Regions from separate parts of the Mus musculus genome. Here regions 2, 3 and 4 are each linked to region 1. A link is a contact called in public Hi-C and Micro-C data. All regions are on one chromosome and are shown on one strand. Each heading gives the region's core, a stretch centred on a gene start, on an enhancer-like site or on the middle of the called end of the contact. The rest is flanking DNA. Distances are from core to core; before and after follow the strand shown. Region 1 overlaps Bmpr1b (bone morphogenetic protein receptor, type 1B). Region 2 has its middle 17 kb from the start of Bmpr1b. Region 3 overlaps Pdlim5 (PDZ and LIM domain 5). Region 4 overlaps Pdlim5 (PDZ and LIM domain 5).

Evidence for each region. Hi-C and Micro-C count contacts between places; a contact is called where the count stands out from the background.
Region 2: a Hi-C map of adipose-derived mesenchymal stem cells shows a contact between it and region 1, with 1.9 times the contacts expected there. The contact joins two enhancer-like sites. A contact is called at or near these places in 3 of 39 promoter capture datasets (cranial neural crest, frontonasal cranial neural crest and maxillary cranial neural crest), 3 of 484 Hi-C or Micro-C datasets (adipose-derived mesenchymal stem cells, cerebral cortex and nephron progenitors) and 2 of 9 other capture datasets (adipose tissue and pancreatic islet).
Region 3: a contact with region 1 is called in a Hi-C map of embryonic fibroblasts, with 3 times the contacts expected there. The contact joins two enhancer-like sites. A contact is called at or near these places in 17 of 484 Hi-C or Micro-C datasets (the AML12 cell line, the C2C12 cell line, CD8 T cells and 10 more) and 1 of 115 datasets of contacts at active chromatin or transcription factors (embryonic stem cells).
Region 4: a Micro-C map of granulosa cells shows a contact between it and region 1, with 3 times the contacts expected there. The contact joins two enhancer-like sites. A contact is called at or near these places in 1 of 15 datasets of contacts at CTCF or cohesin (pro-B cells), 40 of 484 Hi-C or Micro-C datasets (the C2C12 cell line, CD8 T cells, the G1E-ER4 cell line and 24 more) and 3 of 115 datasets of contacts at active chromatin or transcription factors (bone marrow-derived macrophages, embryonic stem cells and fibro-adipogenic progenitors).

Annotation. Positions count from the first base shown.
Region 1 is chr3:142,049,154-142,052,090 of GRCm38.p6, reverse strand. The region is part of intron 1 of Bmpr1b (bone morphogenetic protein receptor, type 1B); the gene reads left to right. Among named protein-coding and RNA genes, the nearest start is that of Bmpr1b, 120 kb to the left of the region's middle. Within about 2 kb of position 1,285, at least 20 of the 459 cell types and tissues checked have an H3K27ac peak or open chromatin away from gene starts, as enhancers often do. A contact at or near this core is called in the C2C12 cell line, the HL-1 cell line, adipose-derived mesenchymal stem cells and 2 more, where this site is marked.
Region 2 is chr3:142,185,322-142,188,035 of GRCm38.p6, reverse strand. No RefSeq gene overlaps it. Among named protein-coding and RNA genes, the nearest start is that of Bmpr1b, 17 kb to the right of the region's middle. Within about 2 kb of position 1,370, at least 3 of the 459 cell types and tissues checked have an H3K27ac peak or open chromatin away from gene starts, as enhancers often do. A contact at or near this core is called in adipose-derived mesenchymal stem cells, where this site is marked.
Region 3 is chr3:142,261,813-142,264,588 of GRCm38.p6, reverse strand. All of the region lies in intron 8 of Pdlim5 (PDZ and LIM domain 5), which reads left to right. Among named protein-coding and RNA genes, the nearest start is that of Bmpr1b, 94 kb to the right of the region's middle. Within about 2 kb of position 1,333, at least 6 of the 459 cell types and tissues checked have an H3K27ac peak or open chromatin away from gene starts, as enhancers often do. A contact at or near this core is called in the C2C12 cell line and embryonic fibroblasts, where this site is marked.
Region 4 is chr3:142,279,565-142,282,382 of GRCm38.p6, reverse strand. All of the region lies in intron 7 of Pdlim5 (PDZ and LIM domain 5), which reads left to right. Among named protein-coding and RNA genes, the nearest start is that of Bmpr1b, 110 kb to the right of the region's middle. Within about 2 kb of position 1,407, at least 69 of the 459 cell types and tissues checked have an H3K27ac peak or open chromatin away from gene starts, as enhancers often do. A contact at or near this core is called in the C2C12 cell line, the HL-1 cell line and granulosa cells, where this site is marked.

The DNA.
Region 1 (2,937 bases), core at 36-2,535:
TGTGGAGATGGTAATTCTGTTATCTTTTAAAGTGTATGAGATTTCGAAAAATACAATCATGTAAGAGGTTGGCTTTGAAATGACTTTAGCATCAACTTGCTTTATTCATGTACATAGTAAATGCCAGGGAAGTGGCACTTGCATTATTTCAGACTTTCACATGGATTTTTTTTTTCTCCTTAACATTCAATGAAGGGGGCAGGATGGAGGCTCAGTGGCTGTGCAAACAGGAGAACCCGAGTTCGAACCCTGGGACCCACCTAGGCATGGCAATAGGTGCTTGCAAACCTAGTGTTGGAGGGTGGAGGATCCTGGGAGCTTGCTGCACAGCCAGGCCACCCAAGTAGACGGCAAGCTTCTGGTTTCACAGTAATAAGATGGAGGCAGACACCCACCATCCTGCTCTGGCCATTCACTGTATGTGTGCAAGGGCTAGCATGCTCACATGTTCATATGTATGTATCATACACCACAGACTCAGACACAGACACACACACACAAGTCTATTATGGGTCATCGCTGAGAGAGAAGTTGAAGCAGTGTTGTATATGACATTCTACTCTAAGTTTAAAAAAGTTTATTTTTAATAGCTTTCAGCTTTAAAGGCTTTGGAATTTTTAGTTCATATTTTGGCAGAGACCATGTGAATTATTTCGGATAAATGATGTTAGAATGAATTTCTTCACTGAGTCACGCTCTGCTTGTGAATCACTTTATACACATGCTTCAAAGATGGTGACATTTTCTTTAGTCTAAGGTGATCATATCTGTCACCATAAATCCTCTTCGGAGAAAAATCCCGTAAAAAATGACTTTTTTATTCTTTATTAAATGGCTAATCATTTTTTTTTGTTTTCCATTTTACTGCTTTAGACAGATATAGAGTGCTTAGTTTTAATTGTATTTAGGATTCATAGACTTTCATTTACCGCTACTTCTGTGGTAAAGTAGAATGGGCTAATGTAGAATGCGCTACAATAGTTTCAAAAGAAGTTTTATAGTTAAGTTGTAGTCTCAATTTTGTGCTAACTGTCCACACTATTTTACACTTAATTAGCAAACTCCTCTTTCTGTTAGCTTGTTTTCTGAATGTACCTGCTTCTGAACAGTCAGATCCTATCCTTACGCATCTTTCTTTCCTTGACTTCCCTCTCTCTGCTTTTAGGTTACCCCAGAGGCAGTCACTGTGGTTAAGTTGGGGATTCTGCAATCCTCTGCCTAGCAGGTTCTGTGCTGAGGGCTCTCTTACAGAAAGTCCAGGAATCTTGCCCTAATGGCCATCTCTCCTTACTGTTCGCTGACTCATCTCTAGCAGGCTGAGCAGCCACATCTGTGTCTCTCTGAATGTGCCCCATCTTGGTTTTAAATGTGGTAATGTTCTATTTGCTGAGAGAATCATGATCTGCTTTACCATTTCAATAGATCTTAGTCTACGCTTTTGGTATTAATGACACATGCCGATTTGGCTTTGGAGGTCTGAATCATAAAGGAATCCTTAATAAAGATGAGGAAAACCATGCTGATGAGTCTCAAAGAAGTGGCTCACAGTTGAGGTTTGTTCCTGTCTAGGATTCTCAGTCTCTGTTCAGCCAAGATTTTTCTCTGCTGAATAGTGTTTGGATGGAATTCACATCCTTTCTAGTGACTCCACTTTTTCCTGGCTGAGAAAATCAAATAATTCCTTAGATTGATATTTTCTTCATGTAGCCGTTTTGATAAATCTATCCCTTTATGGTCAAGTCTGGTTGACTTAAGAGCCAAATGCCTTGTTAAAAAAAGCCTTGACAATACCCTTGAAGAACAAATTAAAATGAAGGCCTTTGTCTTGTTTGGTATTTGTTAAATAAAGCAGACTGTTCCAAATACTGATAAATTTTAGACCAAACATTTGTCTATGTCTTTAGGGGCAGAATTCATATAAACATTTATACTTCAGAGGCCACAAACCCATATAAGAGGATTTCATGATTCATGACCACACTCTTTTTAATAGTACTTATCTCTGGCCAGATAATTACTGTGTTTTACCGAGAAAAAATCTCATAGCCTGCATGGTTTCCTCAGTTGCCAAAGACTGTTCATTTTGTCTGCTGTAACCTGGTCAGTTGGGTGGTTTTACAGAGCAGCTCTTGGACTTTTTCATCTCTGCCAGACTTGTTTTGGTCCTCTCCACATGTACAGCTCAGACTGTTTCCCAGCTGTCAACCTTTGAGGACCACTTGGAGCAGTGCTTATACCTCAGCTGTTCATCATTGACGCTGGGGTGTGTAATCTGTCACACAGGGAGACTCGTCCTGAATGCACATGCCTGTGCCTCAGTGGACTGCATGAGGACTGGGATGTGGGAGCAGGCTGAGCTTGGCAATGCTGTTCAGTATCTTTTGGCATACACTTTTGGTGAACACACACTGACTATACCTACATCTAGTCTAAATTAGACATGACTCTTGAAGTGTACCATAAGCCAGCGGTTGTCATATGCACTCTACCTATCCTAAATGATAGGAAAGTCTCTCTGATGGTTTTTGACAGTGAATGGCATTGCATGGGGTGGTGGAAGGGAATTGCACTATGTTAACAGAAAATAAAATTACTTGTTTTTCATCCATGCACCTACTCAGGAGAGCACCAGTGGTGTGTCAGAAGTATTCAGGCCACTTACAGGGTGGTTGCTCGGTCTCTTCTGTTCCTTATCTCTCTTCCATTCCTTGTTTTCCTTGCATCTATTAACACATAAATCAGATAGCACCCTAGAACAGCTAGCTCAAAGTTTGGCTTACTTCTGTTTATACTGCGGCATCCATAGCTTATTGCATCATCCGTGAGTCATCACATTTGATATGCTGTCCACTTGGGAGGACTTAACCACTTGTCTCTCTTTATTCTTGGAACTCAGAGAAGAGCTTATGTTTTACCTACTAAGCTGGGTCACCTGTT
Region 2 (2,714 bases), core at 121-2,620, 140 kb before region 1:
GTTCCCTTATTCTGTCTCTCTGGCACCTCTTACAGTTTTCAGAAATTATTCTTTGAGATTATTATATAATTACACCATCTCTCTCTTTCCTTCCCCTTAACCCTAACAAAACTGTACATCTTTGTCTTCCCAGCCTTACCACAGCTCCATCATTTAGTGAAAGCTTGCTCGCTGAGTGAATGGGAGCAGAACAGCCTGGCCTGTGCCTATAGGGACTCTCCAGAGGAGACTAGAAATCTCCATGCAAGCTGACCTAAAAGAAAACAAAGCTCTTTGCAGAGAGGTGGCGGTAACCTGTTCAACACTGTGAAGCAAAGAAGACCTAGAACTTCAAGCACTCAAGTTCATTTGTCTTCCAACTGTCAGATACGCTCTTCATGCATAGTTACTGACTAGCTAAGCATTTACTCAGTCATACTAAACTAGCTTGTACTATGCTTTGACTAATATCAGATATAATCCTAAATATTGGAGCTAGCGTGGCCAATAGTGCCCAAACCTTGCTTTCATACCTGAGTGAGAAAAAGAGCATGCATGGAGTCATTACTACATTTTACATTTCTTACAAAAGTAATTTACAGAAAGGATTTAAAAAAAATAATGTAGACAGTGAATTTGCATCATAGTGTTTGTTAGTGGCAGGCAACAAGTTTCTACCTCTGGTTTCCATAAATGTATGTACACACATGTGCACACATGTGTAAATACACACGTGCACACGCTGCGGCAGAGGACAGAAAAGGAGGGAGAGCTGGCTCTCTCCTCATTTCAAATATGTGCAAATATTCACGACACAGTGTGGGACCTAGATCAGAGGTGTCGGGCACAGAAACTGAAAGTCTATCCTTTCTCAGACAGATCTTTAGTCTCCATTAATTAGAGCTACGAATAATGATATGGATACAACAAATTTTGATTTATTCTATCAATATAATAGATTATTGTGCTAGTAATAGAAATAAGTGGATTGTTAGGCTAAAGGGGCTTGAGAGACCCAGAATTATTGGTATGTATTAATAAAAATTCTCCAAAGAAGCTATGCAAATATATACTGATTCATGTTTACAGATTCTCAACTGTTCATATCTTCAACAATGTCAAATATTACCAGTATTCTCACTTCGAACTTGTGACCTATACATGTTTTATTGCTTATATCAATGCATGATGAATTTATTCATGTCTGAAAAATTTTTATTTTATGTGTATGAGTATTTTGCCTGCATGTGTGTTTGTGCAATCTTGGTTTCTCTTTCGACACATTTCCCAGATTTGGCTCTGAATATTTTCCAGTAACTTTATGGTGTCAGCTTAGGCAATCCAACAGTGACCAATCCACACATCTGACTGCCTCCCAAGAAGTGAAGGAATCCTGCTGATGGTTCAACCCACGCTCCTGTCACTGCCTACAATCCTATCTTCCCATTACCCATATACTTACTTAGGGCTGCATTTGAAAATTATTATGAGAGTTTTGTTAAGGTTATAATTCTTTGCTTAAAATTTGAAAACTATATACAAATCAATTCAGCATATATACCTTTTATTTGGAAACATTCACCTTCTATGTGGGCTTTTACTAGAGCTTCTTATATATTTAAGATAATGTAGCAGATAAAATGTCGATTTTTATTTCTGCTATGATAGACCACACTATGGACCTTATATCATCATTTCAGATAATCTGTTATTTCCTCTTACTTATTATTTTCACATATATTCCTTATATGAGTGTATCTGTGTATATATGTCGGTGTGTGCACATGTGTGTGTGCTTTTGCATGTACACATGTATGCACATGCAGGTGGAGGCCAGGGGACAATTTCAAGTGTTGTTCTTCAAGAGCAGTATGTGTTGTTTAGAACAGCCTCTCATTGGTCCGGGACTCGTTGATTCAGCTATGCTGGCTGTACAGTGAACGGCCGACCCTCCTGTCTCTACCTCCTCAGAGCTCTGATTACAGACATGTGTCACCACACTTGGCTCTTGTTACCCAGACTCTGGGGAATGAACTGAGGTCCCCAAGCTTGCCCAACAAGCATTTTTACCGATGAAGCTATCTCTTCCATCTGAGTTTAATGTTAATGGCAGCATATGGCCCTAATATGTAACGGCAGAGATTCCTCTGGTTACACACAACCTTGTAATAAATAAAATGGCATGATAAGTACCTTACTCATAAACCTTTTTCTTGCAGTTGGGATAGCTTTAAAATCTAGTGTCACCGAATACAGAAACTCAAATGTCTTGGGCATATTTTGTTTCTGTTTGGTTGTTTTCAAGATGTGTTTTTCTTTTTCTTTTTTTTTTTTTTTTCATTTTTATGTGTATGCACGTTTGCCTGCATGCATCTGTGTGCACTACCTGTGTGCCTGGTGCCCAGGGATGACAGACAAGGTGGAAGCTGAGCTTGTGGATGGTTGTCTGCCACCACAAGGTGCTGGAAACAAACCCTGGTCATCCCTCAGTCCGAAGAGCAAGGGCTCTGAGCTGCTGAGTCAGGCCCCAGCCCCGACTCAAAAGATTTCTCCGTCGAATCTTTGCTTCAAATTTCATTTTTAATTGAAGGTTTTTTTTTGTAATTTATTTATTTTTTATTAATTAAATTTGTTCTTTGACAATTTTATACAGGTATGCGATACATTCTAGTCACTCCCAGTCCACCCTCTCTTAGCTCCCTCTTGCCTCAGCTGGCTCCTTCTCATCCCCCTTC
Region 3 (2,776 bases), core at 84-2,583, 210 kb before region 1:
CACACATGACTTCTTCTCATATACGAGCTAGAGCAGTGGACACTTGTCTTTTCTCTTTCTAGCAGCATTCGTATTCGTTAACATTTTAAATAACGGCTCACTCTTCTAACAATGAAAGTAAAGTAATACATGATTTTTATAAGGAATCAGAATTTTTATAGTTATTTCTAGGTTAATTCCCATAATTTTCCTTGTTGCTTACTTTTTAAAAACTATACAAACACAAACACATAACTCCTTTTAATTATTTTTCAAAACATAAGATATCCAATCTTACATATGCCTTATTCAAAAAATTTTACACCTATTAAAGACTCAAGAATAGATAGCTATGTTTAAAACAACAGTCACACTATGTACTGGCTGGTTTTGTGTGTCAACTTGACACAAGCTGGGGTTATTACAGAGAAAGGAGCATCTCTCCAGGAAATGCCTTCATGAGATCCAGCTGTAAGGCATCTTCTCAGTGATCAAGGGAGGTTCCATTATGAGTGGTGCCATCCCTGGGCTGGTAGCCCTGGATTCTATAAGAAAGCAAACTGAGCAAGCCAGGGGAAGCAAGCCAGTAAGCGGCATTTCTCCATGGCCTCTGCATCCAGTCCTGCCTCCAAGTTCCTACCCTATTTTAATTAGTTCCTGTCTTGACTACCTTTGGTGATGAACAGCAATGAGGAAGTGTAAGCTGAATAAACCTTTTCCTCCCCAACTTGCTTCTTGGTCATGATGCAGGAATAGAAACCCTGACTAAGACACACTGTGAATACACAGATTTTAGTCCCTTGTCTCTTTTGGCTTGTGAATCTGTAATGAAGTCTCATGACAGGAGTGTGTGGCAGAGGAAGCCCATCCACCTCACAGCCCATATCAAGAGATCATGCTGGGTGTAAACTCCTACTAGGTCCTACTTTTTAAAAGGGTCTTCCACCAACTCCTAGCACCTTGGATGGGGACATAAAGCCATATCTTATGTACTTCTCAGAAACATTTTATATCTGAACTGTATTGTACTGTAAGAAAATCAATTATTTGTTGGTCTATAACTTTTTTTAAACTTCATGAAGGCATAAATCGTTCTTATTCATAGTAGTAGAGCTGAGCTCATAGCTCAGTGCTGAGTAGTTCATAGGGCAGTTGTCACTTCACGTCCATGGCCGTGCTTTTCTGGCCGTGCATTTTTCATCTGTTCAGTGGTAGCAATAGCATTCTTGTAATGATGAAACAGATCCCTTCTTCTCTATTTCCTTTCATTTCTAAGTATAACAACTAATCCATAGATGTGTGGGTGGCTTCGAATGTGTTGTTTTGTAGATGTATGTGTGCTTTTATGTGTGTGGGTGTGGGTGTGTGCCTGTGAGCAAGACCTCATGTGGCAAGAAATGGAGAAATGTAAGACATAACAGATTTGATACGTCATCATGACACATATTTTTAAAACTAGTAACTAAACCGTTCGCCATTCTGTACATTTTACTTGATTAATTTAACAATTTTTTATTTGCTGAGCAATCTAGTATACTGATAAAAGTGTTTAATCCATGTTTAAGTTATTTGATGTTAATGTTTGTAAACACTAAATGTTGAAAAGCAAATGGAATGACCGGGTATAGATGGGTGTCATTAAAACCATTGAAAAACTCTACAATATTAGTTAATGAAAGGGACATTTCCACGGTCTATTGAATAATAGCTAATGGCTTTGAATTTCTAGAGAGCTTTGTGGTGCTGAAATATGTTTATTACAAAAGGAAAACATTTCAAACAAAGTCCAGTACATATCATCCACAGAAGAATCCAAGTTTAATGAAAATTGTTCAGGATTAAGGTTGAAGAAGAAAGCTAATCTAAAGTGGGGCTCACTTCCCACTGTACTGACTCATGACTGTTTTGTGGCTTAAATTTCCACAGCATGAAGTAGGGTGATTCTGTGTTCTTATGTGATGGTCTTACTAGAAAATAAAGGGAAAGAAAAACAGTGCTATCAATAAATAAATTGTCATCAAGACAGTCAATTTTTACAGTGGGTTCAATATATTTGCAGCATCTCATCTCCATGGTGAGTTTTTTTCTGAGATGGTGCAGTAAATCATGGAAACAGAACTCACTTTATTATTCACCCAATGCCTCACTTTCTTACACCTCATCTTGCCAAGAGTAGCCGTTCCTATACTAAAAAAGAATGAGACTCCGTCCAACGAAACCGTATCATGTAACCGTGTCTTGTGACTGTTCAGGGCCCAGTTGTTACCAGGACTGCATAGCTTTGTGTGCTGGCCAGTGTGCTAGCGCACAGCATCAAACAAGTGTGAGAATTTCCTTCACATCCAAGGTGGCATGTAAGGCTAACAGGAAGCTAAGTGTGGTGGCACTTAGAGCCTTCTTATTTGTGTTTAAGATACGGCCACATAGTTTGTGATTAAAAACTCTTCATATAAATAAGTTAGTTCCTCATGCACCTTCTTGAGGCCTGTGCCAGATGGATTATGTCCTATTCTACAGTGACTGTTTAAGGATTTTTGTACTCATTTATTGCTTAGAAATGTCCGGATGAGTCAGTACTTTAGGGCTTATGCATAGATAATGTGATATGGTAGATGAAAGGGTTTCATTCTCTTTGAGGTCTGATTTCCAGACTTTCCAATTAGTAACTTTTGCATTTGAAACCCTAACCCTAATCCACATTGAAGAAATGGCTTTCTGTATAGTCTAAGGGCAGAGACAACAAAGTGAATGGACCTTCTTTTTCATGTTTGATTAAGTCCCTTTCACTTTCTAGTCT
Region 4 (2,818 bases), core at 158-2,657, 230 kb before region 1:
TTAAATGCTTTTGAAAGCTAGCCTTGCATGACTGTAATAAAAATTTCCTTAGTTGTTTTTGTATTTGAGAAAAGGTCTCTCTGCATAGCCCTAGCTGTCCAAGGAACTCACTTTGTACACCAGACTGTTTTAAATCAAACTCACAGAAAGGAAGATCGGCCTGACTCTGTCTCTCAAGTACTGGGATTAAAGGTGTGTGCCATCCGGCCAAGCCAAACAATACAATGAAATCTCGGTGCTTCTATTCACCCTCCCCACTGCTTTGCTTTGTCTTTGTCTCCCTCCTCCCCATCTCTTTCTCACTCCTAAAGGAGATGTCTCAGACCGTAGACTGAAAGCGGGCATTCTTTTGTGGACACTGCAAGTTGTCACTGACGCTCCTCTCTGAATGCTTGCCAGGCTCTTCGGCCCTGAAAACTCCCAGTCTCTTCTGGATGCACTGTGCATCAGCACTGTCCCCAAGCCTCTAGCTCTTTCCTGTCTTCAGTCCTCTGAGGAGTCGAGTGGCTCTGTCCACGTTAAGAAGAGCAGGTACTATGGAGGGACCATGGCTTGTGGAAGGTTGTTTCCTCTAACAGCACACTATGATGTAACAGGCCAGATGCAAAGGTTGCAGGACTGATGTAAGCTGTGTTGAATTAGCTGCACTTTCAATGCAGTGCCCAAGCCCATGCATGCTCTCTCATTGGCCTGTCGCTCACCTTCTAATCCATTACGATGTCTTTAATAGCACTCTTGATGTTTGGTATGAGGTCATGAATAATTTTGCCAATATTTAAACTGTAGTGGAATCTGGGCTTTTATTACATGGCTACAGCTGCAGTACCATAGTCAAATGATTAATAATCCATGCATTTTTAAAAGATGGAAAGCAATATAATTATTATGGCTGACTACTATCTTATAGTCCATATGCATGAGAATTTTACTTGAAAAGTTATTTAATTTTTACTGTATGTGCTAAATGCATGTGTTCAGCTTTATATTGCTGTGATAATATACATGGGATAAGCAGTTTGTGCAGAGGTAAGGATTGTTGTGGCTTGTGGTTTGGGGTTTCGGTGTGTGGTTGCCTGGCTCCATTGCTTTTGTGCCTGTGATCAGGACCATGTGTTAGAGCTGAGCTGTTTAACCTCACAGTGGCAGGAAAGGGGAGGGGCTGGGTCCCCATGCTATCTGTAAGGGCACACTGCTTATCACCTGACTGCCTCCCAATGGTGCTCACCTCCTCAAGGGTACACCACTTCCCATAGTGCCACAGGCAACCACTTAAGCTTTTCCAGAGCCAAACTATAGAAAATCAGAAATAATTACAGAAAATTAATGGTTAACCCAGAAGTTACTAAGCATAATACAGAGATAAAAATAGCCCAGGGTTGGCTAAATGTGTAATCTCAGTGAGTCAGGCAGAGAACATATGTTGTGTCAAATGTAAAATCAGTAGCAAAGTAAACGTCTACCACTGTAGCTAGTGGTGGTCGGCTATAACGAGCTGTCAGTCTCTGGCTACCCAGCATTACAGAGCTTCTCATTATGCTACACTGCAGTTCTACAGTAGTTAGTAAAGTGTTTAAGTTGGTGTCAGGGAGAGCAGACCATTTCTAAGGGAAAACACTGAAGTTGTTTAAATTTTAGGTTCTTGAGTCTAGTTGGACCACACTTTAAGAACTGGATGGGATGTTATGTGACTCTACTCCTTCAGAGTTCCTTGGTCATCATCACATAGGTAATACCTGCAGCTCCAGCCTGAAAGAAGCTCTCTGGGAACCCTGTGAGAGGGAACATTAGTAGTCCGTGCTTTGCCTTTTATCAGCGGCGATACACAAAGCACATATTTTGATATTTGAGACAGGGTGTAGAGTTAGGAGCATGACTCAGTGGAATGCTTGTCTAAGAGCTGAGGATCTGGGTTCTGTTTCTATCACTGGAAAAATAACCATAATGTACATAAGTACACATGACTTAGATTTTTATAGCTTCTTTATAGTGTGCCTCAGATCCTTAATGTTTGAAAAGTAAGTTTAAAATTTAAGTATTAGGTGTTAGTGGGGAGAGAATTTATATAAACCCTTGTATAAAAAAATACAACCTAAATTAAAACATGTTAGCTTACAATAATCTTCATAGGACTTTTAACTTAATTTAAATAATTGTAATTTAAAATTGTACCTCAGATTAAAATCCAGAACTGAAACTATACTTATAAGTAAATTGTTACATGAAGTATTAATTTAGTAACCATATTCACTAACAATATCATTACCATTAAACTACACACTTAGAACATAGATACAATTATCAGTGCCATTTTCAACACTTAACTCAGTGTTGAGGATTGTACAAGTACTTTAGTTCATGCTTGTTATAACCCTGGAAGAAAGGCAATATATTTGTACTGTTTGAAGATAAAGAACTTTACTAAGGTTAAGTAATATACTCCTAGCATGGCAGAGTTCCCATCCTTAAGTAATCTTAATGTAGTGAAGACAAGGTACATATAAAACTTACAGTTTTTAAAACAGCCATCACAAGTGAATGTACATTTATATGCCAGATATTAAATAAATGATAATAAATAGATAAGTTAATTACAAGTAGTTAATTTGTAACAGCTTGAGGAGTTAAATATAGAATAGTGTTAAAAATAGAATAACTGCCTATGGTAGAGCACAGCACTAAGTGGGTACTTTTAGTTCTTCTGTTAAGCACAGGTAGAACTCGGATGCTTGCAAAAGGAAGGTGTTGAAGGGTACCTGTCGTACAAAGTCTGCCTGGAAAGAATAGTAAAATGTAGTGCGGAGAATAAGGATGTCCGGAA